2 separate regions of the Salmo salar genome follow, and region 1 is linked to region 2. A link is a contact called in public Hi-C data. All regions are on one chromosome and are shown on one strand. Each heading gives the region's core, a stretch centred on a gene start, on an enhancer-like site or on the middle of the called end of the contact. The rest is flanking DNA. Distances are from core to core; before and after follow the strand shown. Region 1 holds the start of nemf (nuclear export mediator factor). Region 2 has its middle 15 kb from the start of LOC123724178.

Evidence for each region. A called contact is a pair of places that touch in the nucleus more often than the background predicts.
Region 1: a contact with region 2 is called in a Hi-C map of muscle, with 1.8 times the contacts expected there. The contact joins the promoter of nemf here to the enhancer-like site in region 2. A contact is called at or near these places in 2 of 3 Hi-C or Micro-C datasets (gill and muscle).

What each region holds. Positions count from the first base shown.
Region 1 is chrssa09:324,584-329,937 of Ssal_v3.1, forward strand. It overlaps nemf (nuclear export mediator factor), which reads left to right and starts at 2,817. Exons shown (of 32, transcript NM_001173635.1): 1 at 2,817-2,918; 2 at 3,340-3,408; 3 at 3,569-3,671; 4 at 3,764-3,889; 5 at 4,067-4,218. The coding sequence starts at 2,860. LOC106610632 (MAPK/MAK/MRK overlapping kinase) reads right to left here and starts at 2,734. Exons shown (of 12, transcript XM_014210061.2): 1 at 2,322-2,734; 2 at 1,402-1,516; 3 at 978-1,067; 4 at 808-878; 5 at 603-681; 6 at 416-464; 7 at 128-306. The coding sequence starts at 2,607.
Region 2 is chrssa09:235,346-240,552 of Ssal_v3.1, forward strand. It overlaps the pseudogene LOC106610585. Among protein-coding and RNA genes, the nearest start is that of LOC123724178, 15 kb to the right of the region's middle. Within about 2 kb of position 3,051, at least 13 of the 13 cell types and tissues checked have an H3K27ac peak or open chromatin away from gene starts, as enhancers often do. A contact at or near this core is called in gill and muscle, where this site is marked.

The DNA.
Region 1 (5,354 bases), core at 1,567-4,066, 89 kb after region 2:
ACTAAGGCTATAACCTAATTATAATACTACATCCTATTTGGTCTGCTTTTTGGGTATGCAAGGATGGAAAGTACATAAGCAGTATGTAGTTTGAGAATTCGGTCACAGCCAATGACAAGAGAGGTACCTGATGATCTCGTAGAAAACACATCCTACACTCCACATGTCCATCTTGTGTGAGTAATAGCCGTCTGTGAGGAGGCACTCTGGGGCTCTGTACCAGCGGGTGGAGATGTACTCTGTGTAGGGGGGCTTGGAGTGCAAACTCCTGCACGAGCCAAAGTCTCCTAGTTTGAGCACATCATGCTATGGAAGCAACAAACCAAGTCATGGGCAACATATGGTAAATAATGTAACAGTTCTTATTTACAAATTAGCAGGCAAGGTTTTCAGCATCATCAGATTTTTTACTTACTTTGATTAGAATGTTCTCTGGCTTAACATCACGGTGGAAGATCCCATTGCTGTACGAAGGTAACAAAAGAGTAAAACCGTTTACTTTTAGGGGAAGCAAAACAATTACCCTTAACCCCCCCCCGTAAGAAATGTAAACTAAAAAGCATTATTTAATGGACAAGCTCCCATCCATATTTCATTCTTACCTATGCATGTGATCAAGTGACTTGCAAAGTTGATACATGTAGTGTCTGATTTTACTTTCTGGCAAAGGTTGTTGCCTCCCTGCAAGTGAGACAAGTTAGCAATACACAAGATAACAGAATGGGAAATAGTCTTTGGTGTACTGTAGTTACACTTATGGTAAAGGTTTCATGTCATTCACAGTAGCAGTTTCCCTGTGTGTCTGACCTCTTATGTACTCATAGATGTTCATCTCCATCAGCTCACATACCAAGGACAGGGTCCCTGATTCTTTGTCACTTTAACACATTGAATGAATCAGACAAAATTATCATGTTATAATTCAGTTCAGGCTTCACACATACAATAAAAACGACTGTGACAAGCATTGTACTCACAATATCAATTCATGCAGCTGAATGATGTTGGGGTGAGGGTTCAGTTTCTTCATGGCCTGGACTTCTCGCAGGTTGTTGGCCTGTTCCAGGCTGAGCAACAAAAAACAAAACACATTTATTATGTATAACTTTATCTTTCTATTCTAGAAAAACATGTCTCATGACACATTTTCAAAGATGCAGGCTTAAAAATTCTTGCCACAAAACTTAAAGCCACGTTGTCCCTCGCTGACCTCACTTGGTCAGGGTATGTTGAAACCAATATACACATCAATGGTTGACACCCAGTAGGATGGGTAGGGGTGTCATGCTGCTGGCTCGAGTTTCAAGGCAAGGGTCCACGTACAAAGAGGATGCCGTGCACCTGAAGGCAAGCAGCAGGCAGAACCATTATATACTTATGTGCAACACACATGATAATTACCTGCTGAGTGACTGCTTCATCGTTTTACAAGCATAATATTTCCCATCTTTCAGGCTTTGAGCCTTCACCACTTCTGAAAATGTCCCCTCTCCAATTTTCTTGATTATCTTGTAATCTGCATAACAACAAAGGAGTTGAGAAAAAACATGTAGCTATCTACAGTAGCTGTATCTAGCAAACGCTAGCGTACTGTACTAGTTTGCTAACGTTAACTACTAGTACCGTTAGTACAGGGAAACAATTCGATCAACTTACTATCCATTCTTCAAAATGTACACTGCATAGAAGTAAATTATCCATAACGTTACTAGCTAACGTTAGTCCTATATTTAAATAACACATTGCGATATTTTCATGACACATGGTTGTCAAAGATTTGTATAACTAATCTCATTGTTCTATCTGTGGTGTTGTGGCATGCATTTTAGCTAACTAACTCCAAGATTGAAAGGCTTGGGGGAAAATACGCCTTGCTGGTCTCTAGCCGATGCTAATGAAGACATTTCTAATCTCTACTACTAGCTAGCCATGTTAGCTGGGCCGTCACCTTGGTAACCAGGCACGCCTCACCCTCAACTCTTGACCTAAAAGGTGGATGATTTGAAACAAGAAACTTGTCTCGTTACAGTGGCTGGCTATCTATTTCTGACATTGGACTCACACTCAATGATGTATGCACACTTTTACTGTTATGGTCGTCCAAATGCCTTTATTCTGCAAATAGAATAACAATTGTGTTTTTGCTCTATTACAAAAGGTCTGCGCCCATCAGTCGCTCGAGCAGAGAGATGGAGCCAAATGCAACATAGTTTACCAAAAAAATGCACAAATGAACAAAACATATATTTCCTATAACATGGAGCATGTTCATGTAAACATGTTGTTCGTTTGAATGCCATTTTGCGAAGTATTGATCTCACCTTTTTTCCAAAGAAGCTTGCTTAAAATGAGCTCAGATCTATTTCGATTGTACAACGTTGTATTGTTATATATGTCCATGAAGCTTTTCCAGTCGATACTATGCGTTTTGTTTGCTTTGCGAATGCATGCTCTATTTTTCACACCAACAAGCCAATTTGTGTAATACATAATTATACGATAGCTGACGAAGAGAACGCATTTAGTACAACAATGCCCCAAATCTACCGTTAATTTGTATCTTGAAACACTCCCAGGTATCAGCGGGTGACCATCACCTGGCAGCATCAACCAACAAAATTCATCATTGCGTAATGTAAATAATTTTCGTCAAATGTCTGCGCATGCACGTGCACAAGTGTGTGTTTGTGTGCGCGAGAGTCCACGCTCGCGTGGTATTTTTGATTCAAACAGGATTCCGTACAACTCTAGACCGCGCATGCGTGCTGTAGAAGCCAGCGTGTTTCGTTGCTGTGTGCTGCTCTTCTTGTCTGCAGTGTAAATGTTTCGGACAACGAATACAAACCACTAATTTTCACCATGAAAACAAGATTCAATACCGTGGATATCAGGGCGGTAATTGCTGAGATAAATGCTAAGTAAGTTAGTCTGGTTCATGCATCATGAAACGTGCTAATGTTGGCTAGCTAGCTAACGTTAGCTAGTTACTCTAGCAAATGTCGAAGTTAAAACAGAGATTTGGCTTGTTCGACATTTCAGGCGACTGACTGATCTTCAAATCACCTTGCGTCTTAAATAACGACTCTTATTATTTGTAGCAAGATCAGTCACAATTTACCCACGAAACATCACGGTTTTCACGCTCTCGAACACGGCCATTGAATAACTAGCTAACTAAATAACTACTGTCAACAATGGGTTTAGGTACACGGGCATTCTCTAAACTTGACAGACGTTAACTACACAGATATCTAGCTAAATGGATAGCTAGCTAACAAAATATGATTGGGACTTATGAATAATGTCATCGTGACACTAACTCAACTTATGTTATCACAGTTACCTTGGTATGCGCGTAAACAACGTGTATGACATCGACACCAAGACCTATCTCATCCGGTTGCAAAAGTAAGTAATATCTGCTACCTGTCAGTAGTACCAAGCTACAGAAACCATCCATGTTGTTGCCATGATGTTATGTTTGTTTACAGAACTTGTCATGTACACGTAGTCCTAGGGGTGACTGGTGTTCAAGGTTAGAATTGAAAACGTTTTTGTTTGTTTTCAGGCCTGACACCAAATCTATTCTACTGGTTGAATCTGGACTCCGCATTCATTCTACAGACTTTGAATGGCCCAAAAATATGATGCCCTCTGGCTTTGCCATGAAAGTGAGGATACGTTGTTTTTTCAGTTGTCCATTCTCTTGTCAAGCAATGATGGATGTCTTGGTAACTCACTGCATGATCACTCTTCCCCACAGTGTCGAAAGCATCTCAAGTCAAGACGACTAACACAGGTGAAGCAGCTTGGGGTTGACAGGATTGTTGACATCCAGTTTGGCTCAGATGAGGCTGCTTACCATCTGATAGTGGAACTCTATGACAGGGTGAGAAATGAGCATTCCCTTTTTCCTCTCTCCGAGTCTGACGTTTTCATTATACTCCTCAACTGTAGAATACAGTACTCGTTTCATATTTAGCAATGATATTAGATAATCCATGCTGTTCTCTTTATGATTGTCATGTTGAATGCAGTGTAATGTGCACCCCCTGTGTATGTGAAGGGTAACATTATCCTGGCGGACCACGAGTACACCATTCTGAACCTGCTGCGCTTTCGCACAGCAGAGGGAGAGGAAGATGTGAAGATAGCAGTGAGGGAGAGGTACCCTGTGGAGAACGCCAGGCCCCCAGAGCCCCTCATCAGCCTGGAGAGGTAAGACAGCCCCTGGAGGCAGATAGTGGGGTAGGATGAATGAATCATGGGGGGAGAGTGGATTAGGATGAATCATGGGGCCAATGCAGGCAAAAGATTGGGAAAATATGTAAATATTTGCAGATGAATTTGGTGAAATGTTGAGGGATTTGTCACAAGATGTTTAGTGAACTGAGTATTGTATTCAATATATATATATTTATTTATTATACAGTACCAGTCAAAAGTTTGGACACCTACCCTTTCAAGGGTTTTTCTTTATTTTTACTGTTTTATACATTGAAGAATAATATTGAAGACATCAAAACTATGAAATAACACATATGGAATCATGTAGTAACCAAAAAAGTGTTAAACAAATCATAATATATTAGAGATTCTTCAAAGTATCCACCCTTTGCCTTGATGACAGTTTTGCACACTCTTGGCATTCTCTCAACCAGCTTCATGAGGTAGTTACCTGGAATGCATTTCAATTAACAGGTGTGCCTTGTTAAGTTAATTTGTGGAATTTCTTTCATTAATGCGTTTGAGCCAATCAGTTGTGTTGTGACAAGGTAGGGGTGGTATACAGAAGATAGCCATATTTGGTAAAAGACCAAGTCCATATTATGGCAAGAACATCTCAAATAAGCAAAGAGAAATGACAGTCCATCATTACTTTAAAACATGGTCAGTCAATCCGGAAAATTTCAAGAACTTTGAAAGTGCAGTCCCAAAAACCATCAAGCGCTATGATGGAACTGATTCTCATGAGGACCGCCACAGAAAAGGAGACCCAGAGTTACCTCTGCTGCAGAGGATAAATTCATTTATTAACTGCACCTCAGATTGCAGCCCAAATAAATGCTTCACAGAGTTCAAGTAACAGACGCATCTCAACATCAACTGTTCAGAGGAGACTGCATGAATCAAGCCTTCATGGTTGAATTGCTGCAAAGAAACCACTACTAAAGGACACACAAAAGAAGAAGAGACTTGCTTGGGCCAAGAAACACGAGAAATGCACATTAGACGGGTGGAAATCTGTCCTTTGGTCTAAGTCCAAATTGGAGATTTTTGGTGCCAACTGCCGTGTCTTTTGTGAGGTGCAGAGTAGGTGAACGGATGATCTCCACATGTGTGGGTCTCACCGT
Region 2 (5,207 bases), core at 1,801-4,300:
AACAATTGTTTACAGACCGATTATTTCACTTATAATTCACTGTATCCCAATTCCAGTGGGTTAGAAGTTTACATACACTAAGTTGACTGTGCCTTTATTAATTAAACAACTTGGAAAATTCCAGAAAATTATGTCATGGCTTTAGAAGCTTCTGATAGGCTAATTGACATGGCTAATTGACATCATTTGAATCAAGTGTACCTGTGGATGTATTTCAAGGCCTACCTTCAAACTCAGTGCCTCTTTGCTTGACATCATGGGAAAATCAAAAGAAATCAGCCAAGACCTCAGAAAAAAAATTGTAGACCTCCAGAAGTCTGGTTCATCCTTGGGAGCAATTTCCAAACGCCTAAAGGTACCACGTTCATCTGTACAAACAATAGTACGCAAGTATAAACACCATGGGACCACGCAGCCGTCATACCGCTCAGGAAGGAGTTCTGTCTCCTAGAGATGAACGTACTTTGGTGTGAAAAGTGCAAATCAATCCCAGAACAACAGCAAAGGACCTTGTGAAGATGCTGGAGGAAACAGGTACAAAAGCATCTATATCCACAGTAAAACGAGTCCTATATCGACATAACCTGAAAGGCCGCTCAGCAAGGAAGAAGCCACTGCTCCAAAACCGCCATAAAAAAGCCAGACTACGGTTTGCAACTGCACATGGGGACAAAGATCGTTAATGTGGATATATTGAAGCAACATCTCAAGACATCAGTCAGGAAGTTGGTTAGGAGCCCGTAAAACGGATGGCTGCCAGTAAAACGTCAGCCATCCCTCCGGCGCCATTATATCGTGGACAACCATACATCAAGGACAACAAAAATAACAGCAAGGCCAACTGAATATGTGCATGTATGGCACTATTTACTTGTGTGTGTCCGTGTATGTGCACGTGTATGCATTTTAATGAGTGTGTATGCACACTTGAATGAGTGTGTGTATATGCATGTGTACCAACACCTGCGCGGCATCAGCCTCAGGCAAACAGGCATTAGCTGTAACAACACTGCCTCTGTGTCATTCAAGCTTACTTTTTTTTTAAACATTTTTTTAAATTACTTAAGCTAAATTACAGATTTGTTGGACACATTTGCAGTTTGTTGAGGTTGTGTTTCGGGTTATGTTGTGCCCAGTATAAATGAATGGTAAATAATGTATTTTGGAGTCCCTTTTATATTAAATAACAATATAATATGTTTCTGAACACTACATTAGTATGGATGCTACCATGATTATAGATAATCATTATTGAATGTTGAACTATGATGAGTGAGAAGGTTAGAGGCATAAATATCATACCCCCTGTTACGTTCCCCAGTTTCTGTGTTGTGGTTTTGTTTGTATGTGTTTGTATGTGATTCAGGATGGCATAAATAACCCGCAGTATTTACTGTCAATGCACACTAGGTAAGACCTGGGCGGACCACCCCCTTGTATGTTGGTTAGCGCACCAGGTGGTGCTAAAAGGTTAGGTAAGTAGTGGGTAGGCAGGTAAGGTAGGAGAGGGGGCTTTGAAATGTACTTTCTTTGCTTCCGTTCAGCCCCTTTTCCCCAAAATTTACCGTGTGAAGAAATAAATAAATTCCCAGTAAATGGTAAATTCTCTGCCTTTGTCATCCTTACTCGCACCTACAGTCCCATACGTCTTTTCACTCCACGGGGAGTTGAGTTGTAGCAGGGTGTTGCGTTCCCTCTTCCTAGAGGTGTACGTAACACCCCCTAACCTCCCTTGTTTTTGGTAAAGGTGAAAAATTAGCATGTTTTTGGGTGTATGTTCTTTGTTGCTATAACTTTCTCACTCATCATTATTCACAATTCATTCAAACCAGTGCTTGACTTGGGCAGGAGCTCACCGGAGCTGAGTACCGGCACCTAATGTTCTACTGCTTGAGCTCCTGTTCCTCTTATAGAATATTAACTCAAATGTATTGTGGAGTTCCTGCACCTACATACTGTAACAACAGTACCGGCAACCAAAATGAGTACTGGAATCTATTTCAGTCCAAGTCAAGTAGTGATTCAAACACAACCAAACCAAACTGCAAATGCATCCAACAAGTTTGTTGAGCCACAAGCTTGATGTAGTCACTACATGCTAGGAATATGGGACCAAATACTACACTTTTGACTAATTTAATACAACGTGTAAGTGAATTTGACACCTTCAAATTCAGGGGACTTGATACATAAAGTGCTTTGATTTCTAAGCGTTTGGGTGGTAAGGCTAAAGCAAACGACTCTAGGCGAAAGTTGAGGAGTGAAGGCGGAGGAGGTGTATCTGCAACAGCCGAAAGTCGGAAACTAATGTGGTTTTCCAATAGTAAGGCTCAGATCAACATGGCAGTGTTGCCATTATTTACAAACATATCACACACTCACAAACTGAAATCATATGTGTGTATATTGTACAATCAATTAGTGAGAGAGTACCTCACACATCACAATGTGCTCGTTCAAGTGGATCACTTTTGTCAAGTCGGTGGCCATCGTTGATCACTGCCTTCCAAAGTGCTTGCATTATGGGGATATATGCCGCATTCAAAACAACTGAGATCTCAGAAATCTCAGACTTCCGACTTCAATGTTTTCAAGACAACAAAACGAAAAATAAAATAATAATTCTGACTGGGACATTTTTTGGAACGGTTATCCAACTTGGAATCACAAGTTGGAAACTCAAGCATCTTTCTAAAGCTCCGACTTTCTGACCTGAAGATCACTGAAGTCATGATTTGACCTAGTTTTTCTTTTGAGTTCCCAGTTGTCTTGAAAGCACCAAAATATTTACCAACTTCGACACAAAGTGATTTTCGTAGCAGGTTAGGAGAGCATTTTCGCTAACCCTAACACTTTACCTAACCGTAATATTAGTCTCTTAACCTGCTGCGTAACTTCTAACCTGCTGTTACGAAAAAGTAACTTCATTATCGACGTGCGGTGAAACGAGTGTTTAACCAAAGAGTTTTTCTAACTAAACCACAGCCTGTCGTTTCAAACGAAAAAAAAAGTGTCATAGTGGGCAAAGCCAAGGACGTGCTAGCGAGATCCTATTGCGCGTTGTAGCATTATTTGCATATTTCTGTTAGGGAACGCCTACTCAGGAATGTGTATGTGCAATAACTCAATTTGCCTTTGCACTCCTAAACAACGCACTTTTTGGAAACTTCGACAAAGTGTAGTATACTGTTCGTAACATATTTTAGTTTTGGGAACAGAAAACTGTCTTGCGATCAAATGTTTAGTCGATTAGAAAATGTGCAGAATGAAACAGATTTGCAGAATCTAACCTTTCCCATCAGCCAACTCCCATTTCCCCGTCTAAATTGCATTGTGGGCAGCGTAGTACTCTTATGGGACATAGCCGTGGACTTATCTCTTCAAGTTCGTCCTCCGGTACTACAAGTACCAGCATGCACTGTATGAATACGTTTGAAGGAGTAGCTGCCAGTTGACGAAATCGGCTGCATTGATTAGAGTCCCACATACACGTCACCCGTGGATGTGCTTTGTCTAGACGTCTAGTTTGTTCACTGTTGAGTCTACGGCCATCGTTGTTCGTCATTCGGAAAATGTCCAACAGTAGCGTGGGCGACGATAGCTCCGTCACCATGGAGGTGTCAGCTGCCGTCCAAACGGTTGCTGATGCCGCGGTGCTGCAGAAGCATATTCATAAACTTGTCCCCCTGTTCCTGGAAGATGGCGGCGAGGCTCCGACCTCCTTGGAAACCGCTGTAGAAGAGAAGAGATCCATAGAGTAGATTAAGTTTCTCTCAGACCCCAAATTCACACACACCATTCTCCTCGAGAGAAGCACTCTCAAAGGTCAGTCTGATTCAAGTAACTAGCTAACTAGTTGGCAATGAATAGCTTCTTCGTAGGCTAGCTAGATAACGTGCCTGTCAAATAAACTGCTGTTTACTGATGGTTTTACCAAAAGACGATACAGCAGGGTTCCCCAACTGGCCAGGGGGTGGTTTAATTTATGAGCATTCCTTTGATATAAAGTTTTTGACAAACGTGTAACTTTTTGAAGTAATAACATGTTAAACTACTTAAAAGACATTGGTTCGAATTAGAGGTCGACTGATTAATCAGCATGGCCGATTAATTAGGGCCAATCAGTAATCGGCATTTTTGGGCGCCGATTATGGCCGATTGCATTCCATGAGGAAACTGCGTGGCAGACTGAACACCTGTTACGAGAGTGCAGCAAGGAGCCAAAGTAAGTTGCTGACTAGCATTAAACTTATAAAAATCAATCAATCTTCATGTAACGATGTGAAATGGCTAGCTAGTTAGCGGTGGTGCGCGCTAATAGTGTTTCAATGGGTGACGTCACTCGTTCTGAGACCTTGAAGTAGTTGTTCCCCTTGCTCTGCAAGGGCCGTGGCTTTTGTGGCGCGATGGGTAACGAAGCTTCGTGGGTGTCAGTTGTTGATGTGTGCAGAGGGTCTCTGGTTCTCGCCCAGGTAGGGGCGAGGAGAGGGACGGAAGCTATACTGTTACATTGATGCTGTTGATCCGGATTTGACCATATTAATGACCAAAGGCTCGTATTTCTCTGTTTATTATAATTAAGTCTATGATTTGATATTTCGTAGAGCAGTCTGACTGAGCGGGGGTAGGCGGCAGCACGCTTGTAAGCATTCATTCAAACTTTACTGCGTTTGCCAGCAGCTCTTAGCAATGCTTGATTCACACAGTGTTTATGACTTCAAGCCTATCAACTCCTGAGATTAGGCTGGCAATACTAAAGTGCCTATTAGAACATCCAATAGTCAAAGGTATATGAAATACAAATGGTATAGAGAGAAATAGTCGATGCGTCATAATTCCTATAATAACGCAAACCTAAAACTTCTTAACTGGGAATATTGAAGAACTGGGAATATTGAACCACCAGCTTTCATATGATCTCATGTTTTGAGCAAGGAACTTAAAAGTTTGCTTTTTTACATGGCACATATTGCACTTTTACTTTCTTCTTCAACTCTGTATTTTTGCATTATTTAAACCAAATTGAGCATGTTTCATTATTTATTTGAGACTAAATAGATTTTATTTAAGTTAAAACAAGTGTTCATTGTTAATTCAGTATTGTTGTAATTGTCATTTACATACATATATATGCAGATTAATCGGCCGTAATTATTTTTTTATATATATATTGGCCTTTTTTGGTCCTCCAAGTATCGGTGTTGAAA